2 separate regions of the Capsicum annuum genome follow, and region 2 is linked to region 1. A link is a contact called in public Hi-C data. All regions are on one chromosome and are shown on one strand. Each heading gives the region's core, a stretch centred on a gene start, on an enhancer-like site or on the middle of the called end of the contact. The rest is flanking DNA. Distances are from core to core; before and after follow the strand shown. Region 1 overlaps LOC107850108 (ethanolamine-phosphate cytidylyltransferase). Region 2 holds the start of LOC107857378 (putative WEB family protein At1g65010, chloroplastic).

The links. Hi-C and Micro-C count contacts between places; a contact is called where the count stands out from the background.
Region 2: a Hi-C map of leaf shows a contact between it and region 1, with 2.4 times the contacts expected there. The contact joins the promoter of LOC107857378 here to the enhancer-like site in region 1. A contact is called at or near these places in 2 of 5 Hi-C or Micro-C datasets (leaf and placenta).

What each region holds. Positions count from the first base shown.
Region 1 is chr7:46,228,095-46,235,019 of UCD10Xv1.1, reverse strand. It overlaps LOC107850108 (ethanolamine-phosphate cytidylyltransferase), which reads right to left. Exons shown (of 10, transcript XM_047393525.1): 9 at 6,847-6,925; 10 at 5,582-5,981. The coding sequence ends at 5,910. Among protein-coding and RNA genes, the nearest start is that of LOC107850108, 24 kb to the right of the region's middle. Within about 2 kb of position 3,904, at least 4 of the 5 cell types and tissues checked have an H3K27ac peak or open chromatin away from gene starts, as enhancers often do. A contact at or near this core is called in leaf, where this site is marked.
Region 2 is chr7:46,374,206-46,381,130 of UCD10Xv1.1, reverse strand. LOC107857378 (putative WEB family protein At1g65010, chloroplastic) reads right to left here and starts at 4,330. Exons shown (of 3, transcript XM_016702267.1): 1 at 4,008-4,330; 2 at 3,539-3,698; 3 at 1,703-3,068. The coding sequence starts at 4,057. The coding sequence ends at 1,788.

The DNA.
Region 1 (6,925 bases), core at 2,655-5,154:
TAATTATAAAATAAAAACATTATTCAAGTGAAAAAGGATGAAATTGAGGTTTAAAATTAATCCCTAAGATTTTTGGGGTTTTGAGAAACTAATCAAGAAATTACTAAGAAAATGGTGAATTCTTACCTTAAATCCGTAATAAAGCCAAGAAATAGATGTTAATCTAGCTTTCCAAGCTCCCATAAACTTTACTTTTAAGCTCCCACACTATTTTAGGGTTTAACTCTCAAGAGATAAGATGAAAAATGAGCAAAATGAACCCAAAACTACTATATATATTGCAGAAAGACTGCACAAAAAACTGCATTTTTTTTAAAGTTCAATTCGGACTTCGGCGGGGTACCCGAAATTCGTTCGAAGTCTGATGCATGCAAATGAACTATGCAACCATACTAAATTCGATGTTTCGGATGCGATGGCGATATCAAATTTTCAAAAAAAAAATATCGTTTTCACAAAGTTGACCCCCAAAATTCGAAATCATAATTTTTCAAACCGATGGTTAAAATGAGATTTAAAAGCCGTAAAATCTTACCAAAAATGCTAACACCCTAAAATCAACATTATGGATCTGCTGGAAAAGTCGAATTTTCCATCCGAGGTCATTTCGATCAAATGTGGATCCTACGCCCATATTTTAAATTTTCCAACTTTCCGATCAATAGGTCGAAATGAGCTCAGGTGCACCGGGACCCGAACCAAAGGTCTACCTAGCCTAAAATTGATATTTCGAAGTTGTTGGCACAGTCCGTTCGGCCATCCGTCGCATGGATCAAAAGATATCCAACATAAGTCTAAAATAAGGCTCTCAAAGCCATCAAAAACCACAATATCGCTTAAATGATATCAAAATACATCAAAAATCATGTCACTCACTCTCACACCCCAAAAATATCATAATGCAACTACGGGGAGAGGTAAAATAGTCAAATCACACAAAATCATAAATTTCACATATTTCATCAAACTTTTAGGTCGTTACAACTTGTTAGGTGCAGGGGTGGTCTCCGGTCCATGTAGGACTTGAGATACCCTTCACGGCCAAGCCCTGATTTGAGTCGTGACAAAGATGGTATCAAAGCTTAGGTTTAGTGTCATTTTGGGTCCAACAAAGTCATGTCTAGTAGAGTCTCGTTTATGGGTGTATAGCACGCCACACTTATAAGGGTAAGGCTACAAGACATTTAGGAATGTTTCCATTCTTGTTGTTCTATTTTCACGCTATAGAGTCTTAAGGTCTTGAATCTCTCTAATCCCCGCTTGTTTTCCTTTCTGATCATGTCTCCAAGAAGATCTGATAATTGTGGAAACTCTTTTATCCTGTCTGAGGACAATGTGGATAGAGCTCGTCCTACTCTAGGAGTTTTGACCCGATCTAGGGTCTCGCTGCTTCTTATTGCCCTGATGTAGCTCCACCGGTTCCTCTTGTCCCTCCTCAGGCACCCTAGGTTGTCGTGTCTAATACTGAGTTTGTCTAATACTGAGTTTCGCCAGTCGATTCATTTGCTTACCTAGTTGGTGGCCTCTCAGATTGAGCGGGTTGCTTCTGTTGCTCCATCCTCCGAAGCCACTAGAGTTAGGTAACGATATTGCTCGACTCAGAGGCCCACTATGGAGCTGAGGGATTATATGATCATTTGCCCAGCTATAATTAATTGGGCTGGAACACAGTATTACTCACAGGTTCAAGTACTATAGTATGTGGAGAGCTTGGCACCTGATTTTAGAGAAAGAGTACAAAGGAGCTTGATCACCAAGGAAACAAGATATGCAAGGGAATGTGGGAAATGGAAAGACGCCAAGACAAAATTTCAACCACGGAAGTGCAAGATTCCATGGCTAGCACAAGAAGATTTGAACACAAAGCTCTTCCACAGCATGCTAAAAGCTAGAAGAAATACAAATAGAATCTTTATCCCTTAGGATCCAACCGAGTAAACACGTAGTGATATGACAAGCATCACTACTGCTTTCGTAAGATTTTACATTGATGTATTGGGAACATCTACAGCCAACAGAGAGTATATATGCAGCAATGTAGTACAACATGGGCCATTAGTATCTGAAGAGCAAAGAATCATGCTGGAGTTGGATTCACTGAGGCAGAGCAGAAGGGTGATGGGCTATTTCCGGTGACAAGGCCCTAGGTTTGGATAGGTATGCGAGTCAAATATCTTGAGGAAAGTTGGGGAACAATTAAAGAAAATTTACGCAAATATACAAGTTAACTATTAGTTATTATATAATATCCCATTTAACAAAAGTAGTAATTACAAATATCCCAAATTAATTACACAATATCACATCCTTTACATTTTCTCTCTAAAATTCCCATACATATCAAACACACCGATTTCCATCTCTTAGTACTCCTTAATCTTTGTTTAAAATCAAGCAAATGTGATCTGGTAGTTTCAAAATTTTCAAATTTCAAGCATATTAACTGATCAAAGTGATTAACTTCATCTCCTTCAATAATTTTTGAAGTTTTTTTTTACCAAATCAATTTTTTTTTCCGATATGAGGGTTTTTTTTAACTTTACCAAATCAAATTCTTTTTTCCGATTTGAGCTAAGAAAAATTTCACGTAAACTACAAAAACAAAGCTCTCATCAAGCCCCTTCAACAGGTAACTCGCGTTGTTGTGTGAAAGCAATTTCAATTGTCATATTCAGCTTGATATAAATCATTGATGGCAACTTCAATCTGTAACATTTCAAATTCTTGCAAACAGCATGCGCTATTACTTGAGGAGACCAACAAAACTTAATGGTGTTACCCTCATACATTAGATTGGTTACATTATACATTAGAATAGTAATATCACTTACCTTGACTGTGTTAACCCCATACATAACAAAACTTATCTTAACGGTGTTAACCTCATATATTAGATTGGTTACATTATACATTAGATTGGTTACATTATACATTAGAATGGTAATATCACTTACCTTGATTGCATTAACCTCATACATAAAATTTTTATACTATACATTAGAATTGTCTCATCATACATTAGAATGGAAAAATAACTTAATTTGACGGTCTTAACCTCATATATTAGAATGGTAACACTATACATTAAAAATAGTAGCATAACTTACCTTGATTTTATTAAGCTCATACATTAGAAATGGTAATACTATACATCACCAAATTTTTTTTCAATTTAAATTACTGTAACTGATTTTAAGGATCCACCAAATCAGTAAATTAATGTGTTCCGTTAATTAAGTTAGAGAATAATGATGGTTGATTTAATTTCCTTAAACATAGGAAAAACAGTTTACCTTGTACATTCCACTAATGTATAAGGTTAGGTCGACATATATATGTATTTTTTCAAATTAGGGAGAGAAAGGGAATCAGGATACTATGTAATTAATTTCATTAGCTCTAGGATTTCTGTTGTTTATACAATTAAAGATGATCGAGTGACAACTGTGAAGGAATTTGCCAACGCTGAAAAAATGCTAAAAGTATGGAACAAGATACTGATAATACTAGTTCCCAAAACTGAATATGTTGAGGAAGTGGGAGATTGCAGACCAATTGTCTGTTGCAGCACAATATATAAGATATACAATAGGCTCAAGCAAGCGCTATCAAACATCATCTTAGAAACTCAAGCTATTTTTGTGGTTAGAAGTACTACTGCTCAAAATGTACTTATTTGTCCGGACCTAGTAAGCTTATATAACAGGAAGCAGACTATGAAGAGTTGCTTAATTAAGATAGACTTGGGGAAAGCATATGATTCAATTGAATGGAAATTTGTGAAGGAGATGTTACATGCCCTGAATTTTTCACCGCAGTTCATAAAATGAACTATGAATTGTATCACAACAACAGAGTAAACACTGCAATAATGGAGACTTGTATTGGGACATCAAAGAGATAAGGGGGTTGAGGCGGGAAGACCCAACCACCCCCTTATTGTTTGGCATTTGTATGAAGTACCAGTCAAGAATTATGATAAAGGTGACATTTGAACGGATTTGGATGATGTCCTAATGTTTTGCTGAGGAGATTTCCAATAAGTTGTACTTATGCTCAGGGGTCACAAAAAATTTTCTAACGCTTCAGGACAAAAAACAGATTCAACCAAATCAAACATATTATGTGCAAATATGGAGGCACAATATATAGAGGCACAATGTATAGAGGATATCTACGAGCTGGCATGAGATAAAAGAGGTACACTACCATTTAAGTATATAGGAATAACTCTCTCCAAAAAGTTTGTCCGAAGTGAACTGTGAAGTGTTTGCTTGATAAACTAACATCGAGAATTAGTAGCTGGGGTTCAAGGAATCTATCCTAGGCAGGGTTCTATTGATAAATTCAGTGTTGCTGCACATTCATAGTTACTGGCCTTCCATGTTTCCATTGCCTAGACATATGCTCAAGGGGATCACAGCAATATGTAGGAACTTGTGGATTAGGAAGGTTGTCACCAATAGGTTCACTCTAATGGCATTGGATTTAGTCTGTAGACCCGAACGGGAAGGAGGGTTAGGTCTCACTAAATGCACCAAGTGGAATGAAGCTTTTCTAACAAAATATGCTTGGCATCTGTTGGCCTGCTACATTTTTTCAATTTGGATGGAGTGCAATCAGAATTTTTTAAGCAAAACAAAAAAGCAGTGTTGTCCAGAGATTAATAACACTATTTACAGGCTAGCCCAGATTAGTAAATATGGTGGGAGAACATAACCCCCTATCCTTAACCGTAGGTTGATGTAGGATTGGCTATAGTCTTAGGTTGTTGATGTAGGATTGGCTATCCTCTTCTTGTTTGATCACTGAATTTGAGACTCTCTAGGTTTCATTTTAAATTTGATCTCGTGTATAATTCCTATTTGGTAATACAATTTATATATATATATATATATATATATATATATATATCAACACTAATTGATCATTAACTCACCCAACAAAAAGAGCAGTCCGAGTCCGATGCACTAAAGCTCCATTGCAGGGTCCGAGGAAGGGCCCGACCATAAGGGTCTATTGTATGCAGTCTTACCTTGCATTTCTTTTCTGCCAAAGGCTATTTCCAAGTTTGAACCTATGACCACCCTGTCACATGGTAGCAACTTTAGCAATTACACCAAGGTTTCCCTTCATTAACTCACGATAGTGGGACAGAAAAAATGATGTAGCAACTTTAGCAATTACACCAAGGTTTCCCTTCATTAACTCACGATAGTGGGACAGAAAAAATGATCTATTGCTGCAAATTCTATTAATTTAACAGAATACATGGGCAAAATCATTTAGATCCAATAACATCACAAAAGAAATCCTTTATAAAAGTATAATCACCAAAATTTTATGTGACAAAAAGATTAACAGAATCAAGACCTAGTTTATGTACAGAGGCAGAAAAACTGTTTGAAATTTAAAAATGGAACATAAATTCTATTAATTTAACAGAATACATGGGCAAAATCATTTAGATCCAATAACATCACAAAAGAAATCCTTTATAAAAGTATAATCACCAAAATTTTATGTGACAAAAAGATTAACAGAATCAAGACCTAGTTTATGTACAGAGGCAGAAAAACTGTTTGAAATTTAAAAATGGAACATAAATTAACTATTAGAACAATAGTTTCTTAACTATTAATACAACAAGCAATTGTGATTTTCTAGATTAGGAAATTAGCTTTACCATCTTCAGCAACTTGCGGAGGGGGATTACAGCCAAAAATAAATGAAAATGGAAAGAAAAATTCTAGCTCTTCTGTCTAGGGTCTTTTCTTCTTATATCTTGTCCCCTTCTCTGTTCATATATCTTTCAAATATAAATAGTACAGGAAGAACTACCTCAGAAAGGGAGAAGCTTCACCTAGTACAAGTCAGCTACACGAGGGCCAGAACAGTGAAAGTAAAACTTAATCGCCAGACACATACTTCCTTTCCGCATAGTACTTTTTCTCGCTTGCTGTTTTCTTGGTATTTCTTTTCTGCATAAGTGAACAAGCCATCATTCATGAAAGTCGCTAAAAGAGCTTAGAGATGATAAATTAAGAAGATGTCGGATAGCAAACAAGATCAGTTATTCTTTTGGACAAGTTGGATAGATCAATGTGGGATCAGGTATCCATCCAACCATTGGCAGCTTCTTTGTGGATATAAAGGTTATTATGGGAGAAACTCCTGAAATTTTATGGTAAGCTCCTTGAACTAATGGTTTGCTGACCTCCAATATTATCAACCATCATAGTTGATCAACGTTCAGGAATACATGAATCAGGAAGAAGGCAACCTAAATGCATAAAATTATCCATGGACATATATACTTGTGAAAAATCTTTTTACAATTTTTTGAGGCATCAGTGTATAGCCAAAAGTGAGATGCTTCCAGAGGTAATGGTATATCAGTAGGATTACATACATCTCGCCTCAAAGAGGACGGACTGAAAGCACAGTTCATAAAGCAATCCTGCAAACCTATGTTGTTACAATGGCAACACCTCTTTTTCTAAGTTGCCCCCAACCCCCACCCCCGCCCCACCCGCCAGAAGAAACCCACCACTTTCATTGGGGATATACACAAGCTTAGACACTCAAGATCCGAATTATGTCACTTAACAGCAGAAAACTTAACAGCTGAAGAGAAATCTTGTCAGAGATAAGAACATGTAGTTATTTCTGACGCACCAAGTATCTCTCATGATTTTCAATTAAGTTTTAGTGTACGTGTGAGAATGCGAACAGAAGCATCAAAGTCTCAAAATCCAAAATTGTAATTATCTGATCAGAAAGCTATACAGCTGTACAGAAATCCAAGAAAAACTAAGAAGCGAGAGAATGTGTAATGCAACATACCTCATAAATCTCATGGTTAGCAATGATTCTTTGAGCAACTGAAGAAGTTGTAATATCTTTTGGGCTTTCAATTACTTGG
Region 2 (6,925 bases), core at 3,081-5,580, 150 kb before region 1:
TCTTTCAAGCATAACATCCACAAAGATGGTCCCAAATTTAGGAATACAGCAGCAGTCTACCCTACTTCCTAGAAGTTATGTTTTTTTTTTTTTCTCAAATCTCTTTTAAAGGGAAATGGTGAGGAGATTATAATGTGTTGTTTTCTGGGTAGAAAATCTGTATTTACAACAATAACTTCAACATTAAATTCAAGAACAACTTCAAGAACAAAAATGAAGTTCAAATTATTTTCTGAAAAGTAATAAAACCAACGTTTAGAAAAAGATTAAGAAAAAAAAAGAATAAGTTTACCTAATTCATGGTGTGTCCTTATGGAATTTATTCCTCACCAAATAGTGGTACCTCAATTTTGAGAAACTTCTAACACACTTGTGTTCAAATGATTTTGTCTAACAAGATGGTCTCTCAAATCCAAGTTATCGAAGCCAAGCAAAGAACGATGACAACGTGAGGCTTGTTTTCTTCTTGCCTTGCTATAAATATGAAGGAACGCTTCTTAATTTAACCATAAGAATGTTCCTTTCTCCCGCCAATGTGGGACAGATACTCTTCTATAAAGTGAACTCACATTTTAACTTTTCCCTTTATTTTTCATTCACAATTTACTTAGAATCCGACGCGATGTGGGAAAGAACCCTCACCAACAAAGTAAAAGTTCAGATAGCCAACTAACCGAAGTTCTGTTAATTGACAGAAACATTCTTCTCTCAGATACTTTAATAGATCATAGCAAAATGGATGATATATCACCCCTTTTGTACTACAATTGGTACACATCAGTTCCAAACAAGCTGTGATCTATTTATATGAATTGTCACTGTCCAAGTTACTCATCTTAGACTCGTATCAATCTATACCACTGAATATGTTGCATTCATATGGAATGATAAAAGAAACGGTGTCCTTCAGACCATTTTTCTCTCAGGTTTCATCTTTATTAAGGAACAGAGTTGTTTAGTGGGATTATGGTGAGGTAAATTACTTGCTTATAGACAGAAAGTTTACAGAAAGATTTAGTAGGAGTACATGTATCTATGAAAAACAGAAATTCCAGAGATCTCTACCAATCCAAAGTTTTATTCTTCTGATAGATGACCATATTTATGTAGCATTGTATAATAGCACCAACGAAGACAATAAATGTACCATTTCAGGCTGAATCTATATAATGTCGCATAGGCAATAGTTCGTTCTTATTAAACTATACCTCGTTATGATGTTAGCAACATGAGGTCACCAAAACTTTTACAACTCCCTCTACTCCACTAGATCAACAATACACTTTATTTATGGATTCGTAACTAAGTATTATTATATATTTACTAGATTTCTCTATATAAATACTAGATCCGCACGAAAGTTACTGAGTTCTCGAGAACCCTCTCCCAGCCCCCAGATCCGCCTCTGAATATTCTTTCTTCTAATTAAATTCCTACTAGTATCAAAATTAGAAAAATATTTACCAAACAAGGCCTTTGGTTCTTGATCTTGGGCATATTTATACATCCAAATGTCATATTTTACTCATATTTTAGCTTAGTTTTGAAAACAAATATATATATATATTTTCTTGTACCTTGTGCTATATTGACGTAATGAACTAAAGAATGCGATTAGTATATTTCAGGTGAAAATGTAGTTGGACGGAAATCATAATGATAGGAGAAGCATACTCGTTAAAATTATCTGTTGATTCTGTTGATGTTAAAAAAAGAAGCAATTGTTTATACTTGTTAAAATTATCGTGAGGTATTTACTTTGTTCACAATACATTCATAGTCTTGATTCACCCTGTTATATTAAGACAATCTTTGAGTTGACAGTTTTCCTGTCTAGCTACGTCACCAGCAGCTTTTGCCACATTTGCTTCATTGATAGCCTTCTTTAAGATGTCTCTCAATTTGTAGTTTTCTTCCCTTGCTGCGTTACTTCTTTGCTCAGATGCTTTAAGAGACTCGTTGAGTTTAGTAGCCTCGTGTAGAGCTAGATCTCGTTCTTCTTGAACTTCTTTTATACACACGACGAAGCTCATTTCTTTTCCATTCCAAGCCGAAAGTGCCTCATCCGCCTCTAATTTCAATCTCTCTGTTGTTTTCCTATATAATTCTGTTTCCTTTTTCGCCTCATCCAAAAACATTTTATACCTGTCCTTAGTGCTTTTGATAAAATCTTTCAGATCTCCAGCCTCCTTTTTCACTAATCCTAATTCTAGTTGTTTAGCGCTAAGTTTCTTTTTTGCCTCAGATGCTTCCGAAGCAACTTCCTTCAACGCTAACGTTAAATCATCTAAGGCCCTTCTGCTCTTTTCTTCTGCCTCATTTGCCAATTTCATTCCATTTTTTAGCAAACTCATCTCATCTTTCAAAGCCTTGGCCTTTGATGATACAATCTTCTCGTTCTCTTTTGCCAGTTTGAGTTCAGATTTTATTTTCTCTATTTCCTTTTCGGCTGGGCTTTTAATCTTTCCATTGTAAGAAGTGCCTAAAGATTCAAGCTTTTCATGAAGAGAAGCTATTTCCAGCAAGGATTCTTTGAGTTCAATCTTGATTTCTTCAAACTGCCTTGACTTTGATAACCAAGCATCAAATATTTTGGACTCTGATAATTTCCTGTTCTCCAATTCATCTTCTAATTCTTGAACCCTTCTTTTAAAATTGGACAACCAATCCGTTAATCGAATCTTGAAGGCTTTTAAGGGACTAAATCGCTCTTTCACTTGTCCTGAACTAGCGTCATTTACCGCTATCTTGAGATTATAACTTTTGGCCTTTTCGAGCTCCAACTTCAAAGACGAGATATTCTTATCTTTTATCTTTAGATCTTCTTGTTTGTTAGTAAGCAATTCCTTCAGAGTCCTAACTTCTGCATAGAGTTCACTTGATTTCCTTGGTGTTATTTCATCTCTTGCCTTCATATTGGCCTCATGTGCTACTTGTTTTATCTCACTTCGTTCATTAATAGCTCTGTTCTTTTCTCCTTCAACAGAATCTAATCGTGCTATTGTTTCTCTCAAATCCTCAAGTTTTTCCATTTGCTCTTGCATGACACCCAGTCTATCGGTCTGATTCTACAAAATCAAAAAGCAAATAAAATTTAATATTTTTGGACAACACCTGTTATCTATCAATCAATATTCATTAAAAAGACCGCTACCCAAAAAAAAGGAAAAAGAATCAAGAGTCTGTTTTCTTATTTCCCAATAATACGCTTGAGTAAAAAATTAATTAAAAAAAAAAAAAAACTTATCCCTTGACACACCAAAGAAGGTGAGATTTTAAGTATTGGAGTCAATTCATCCTTTTTGTGTCGATTTGATACAATAATTATATTACACCTCTCTACCCCACCTCTAAGGTTGAGCTATATACTGGGTATATTGTTGTTGTTGTATCCAAAACTAGCTGGAGCCAAGTAATCAATTCTAAGTATCCATTTCTCCATGTTTCTGAACTAATTGTCTTTTTTTAAGATTATCTTTGACACAAACTTTTCACATCAGGCACCTATATAATAAGTAAATCGCATTTTGTATAATACCTGAGACGAATGCTTAGCGTAGGGCTTCTTTTCGAGAGAAACAAGGGCATTGGTATCAATTTGTGATCCCAATGCATCACATCTGCAAAGCTTGGATGCAGTAATTGTTTTTGAAATGATTGAAGAATTTCTCCTCTTTCCAAAATCATTGGACTTAGCTCTGCAAATCCTCCAAAAATTACATCAAAGACTCAATCTTTATGATCATGCAAACTCAAATATTGAACAAAGAAAACATAAGAAAACCAATGAATCACAACTTCAGGACATCAAAAATAACAAATGAAATTCAATAACACATTTTTATCCATATAAAACATTGTCAATTGGTCCTTTTACCTGTCTAAGCATTGGTGGAAAATAACAGGTGACGAGTAAAATAATTAAAGTGCCCGCAAAATGTCTGAGACACCCACCTCATAGAGGAAAAACTGAGACGAGAATATCTGTAGCAGAAAAAAAGAGTTACCTTGACTTGGAACCTAACATCATGTGTATGCGTCTAGAATCACAATTCATTGAAGATTCTTGATCTTGGTAAAAATGAGAAAATATATCTCAAGTTCCACTTTGTAAAATTTGTTATGAAAATTTTAGTCTGTGTATTAAAAAGTTGGTTGTAGAGAGAGTATACAAAGTCTGACGTTTTGAGGTTATAATTGCAATTCAGCTGTAACGGCAAAAATCAATAAACGGTAACAAATAAATAACAGTAAATGCTGAGAGACAATATGTAATTTAATAACATAACTTTGTTTTCACACACAAATTAACAGTTTCAACCTTGTATATACCGAGAGAATTTGGTTTGTTAATATAGTAAATGTAAATATATGTGTTACTTTTCAAATAAATCAAAAAGATGATGTGATCACACAAATTAAATGACTACATACTCCCTGCTTCTTTCAATAATATGTTGTTACTATTCCATGCATCCTTATGTTGTTACTATTCCATGCATCCTTTGGCATGAAAGATCAGATAATATTTTCTTTCCAAAAGGAATTTTTGAAACAATTTTACTCTATCTGGAGCATGCTTATTGCAGCGTTTCAATTAGTACAGGGGCTGGCAAGCATGATTTTTTTATTTGTGTTTTGTTTAATGCCGCCCTAATTTAATAAATAAAATATATTAATGTCTTTTTGTTTTCTAGTAACTACTGCTACAAGTACCTTAATATAGTTTGTTTAGGTTTAAGTTACAATTGGCACTAAGTATATCGTGTCTCTAATAATAGTTTCAAAGACAGTCTGCACATTTGCCATTTTTAGTCAATTGTTGTTGTAAAAAGGGAACGCCTATAAGAAATTGAATTGTAGTACAAAGAATTTGTACACCACTCTTTTTCGATTATATTAGATTACGCTACTAAAAAATACTATTTAAAGATGACCTCAAAAGAGGTCAGTTTCTAAAAGAATATTGTATAGTTTCTATCAACAAAATCAACCTCCTGAGGTCGGTTGTTTTTGGTGTCAAAATCGGGAAAATGCAAAAGATCGTTTCTGTAAAAATAAAAAGAAAATTTGTAAAACCGACTTCGGAATTCAATTTTTTGTTTGTTGTTAAAAAAGTATGCAAAAACCGACGTTCGGAGGTAGAAAAACATTTGTGCGGTTTTTATTCCACAGAAATATAAATTTAACAAGTATAAATTAACAAACATAGTCTTGAACAAATAAGAATCAATGTTCTATAGTAGAAATGTATCCTGCCACAAATAATAAGATGGGATTCACATCCCGAATGGTGCATTTTATCATTTTATGATTTTAAAACTCGATATTATAAGATTGGATGTCCCATTTTTTCTGATGTACTGTCACGATCCGAGACTATCCCCTAGTCATAACACGGTGCTTGGAACCACAAGTGACCCCAAGCCAACCCATGAACTGGCATACTGTTGAGTAACTGATTTAATATGTATATAACAAAACATAATATGCTGAGTGGAAGAATAATGATGAGAAAATCTGATTGAATATAATACGGAATAAGTTTACAACATGATACATCTGAAGAAAGAACTTGATTTACAATATCATGACTCTGACTAACTATCTATGAAGTCTCTACTATACTAACTGTAAATAGCTGGGACATGGCTCCAACTACCACAACTCAATAAATATGAATAATCAAAGAAAAGTACATGAACTACTACTGAATGGAGTCCCCGAAACAAGAGAACTCATCACCTGCTGGCTGGAAGCTGCAAACTATCTGATTATATCATGTAGGCTACAATCGGTACCAACATTATGAGATAATGTTGCACATAGACATATATGTGGATCAGTACTCCTGGAATGTACTAACTAAGTGGGGGTGAATGCAATAAGTAAAAATGATTTCATATTTAACCTTAAAACATACATGCTAAGTGCAAGTAGACTCACCAAGAGACTGAAATAAAACTAAAAGCTGAAGTATCTTAAAGCATGAGTAACAAACATAATCTGATAGGCTGGTGAATCACTACACTTAGTTACTTAAATCTTTATTTTTGTAGAATAAGTAGAACTGGAACTGGAAAGTGATAAAACATGAATATTGTATGTAAATCTCATGTAAAACTAAATAGACTGTAAAACTGAACTGAGGATCATGCATGGGTACTGAACGTGAAAAATAACATGAACATGTAAAACTGAGACTGCCAGATCAAGCATAATCATGTTTTTGAGATGATCTGTAATCTGAGACACTGAATTCTGTATATCTGAATAACTGAAAATATGTATGCTTTGGTCAAGCAAATTTGAGATGAGACATACTAAATACTAACTGAGCTATGGGAGCTATCATGTATCCGACATAAATCATGTGAGCTATTATGGAGTCCAACGTCTGACCAACGTTGAGGAGAGTTGTTCTATCCTTGCCATCGTAGTAGAACCTAACTAGAGTGATCACTAAACTAAGCTCATATTGGGCAAAGGAAAACACTCTCTGGCGAGGTCCAAAAACATAAATCTACGGTGGCATGTAGTTTCTGGGGAAGTAGAATGTGCTAAGCCCATTTTCCCACTCGGTGCTAAATCCTACTCCCAATTGAAAGACATTAAAATACTAACTGGTGTATGCACTAATAACTGATAACCGATAAGCTCAGGTCATGTTATTCTGAAAATAACCGTGCATACAGATTCTGAGGTAATTATAAACTTATAATTCTCAACATGATCGTAGTGTTCTGAATATGACATTAAAATCATAGTCTAACTGACTTGTTACTTGAAAAATATAAATCATGTAAAACACGTAGGTATCAGGTGTTCATAATCCGCCAGTATTGAATTACCATAAAATACGATAATAAAACTTAAAAACTATAGTATGAGATCATGTTCAAAGACCCAAAACATAGACATTTCA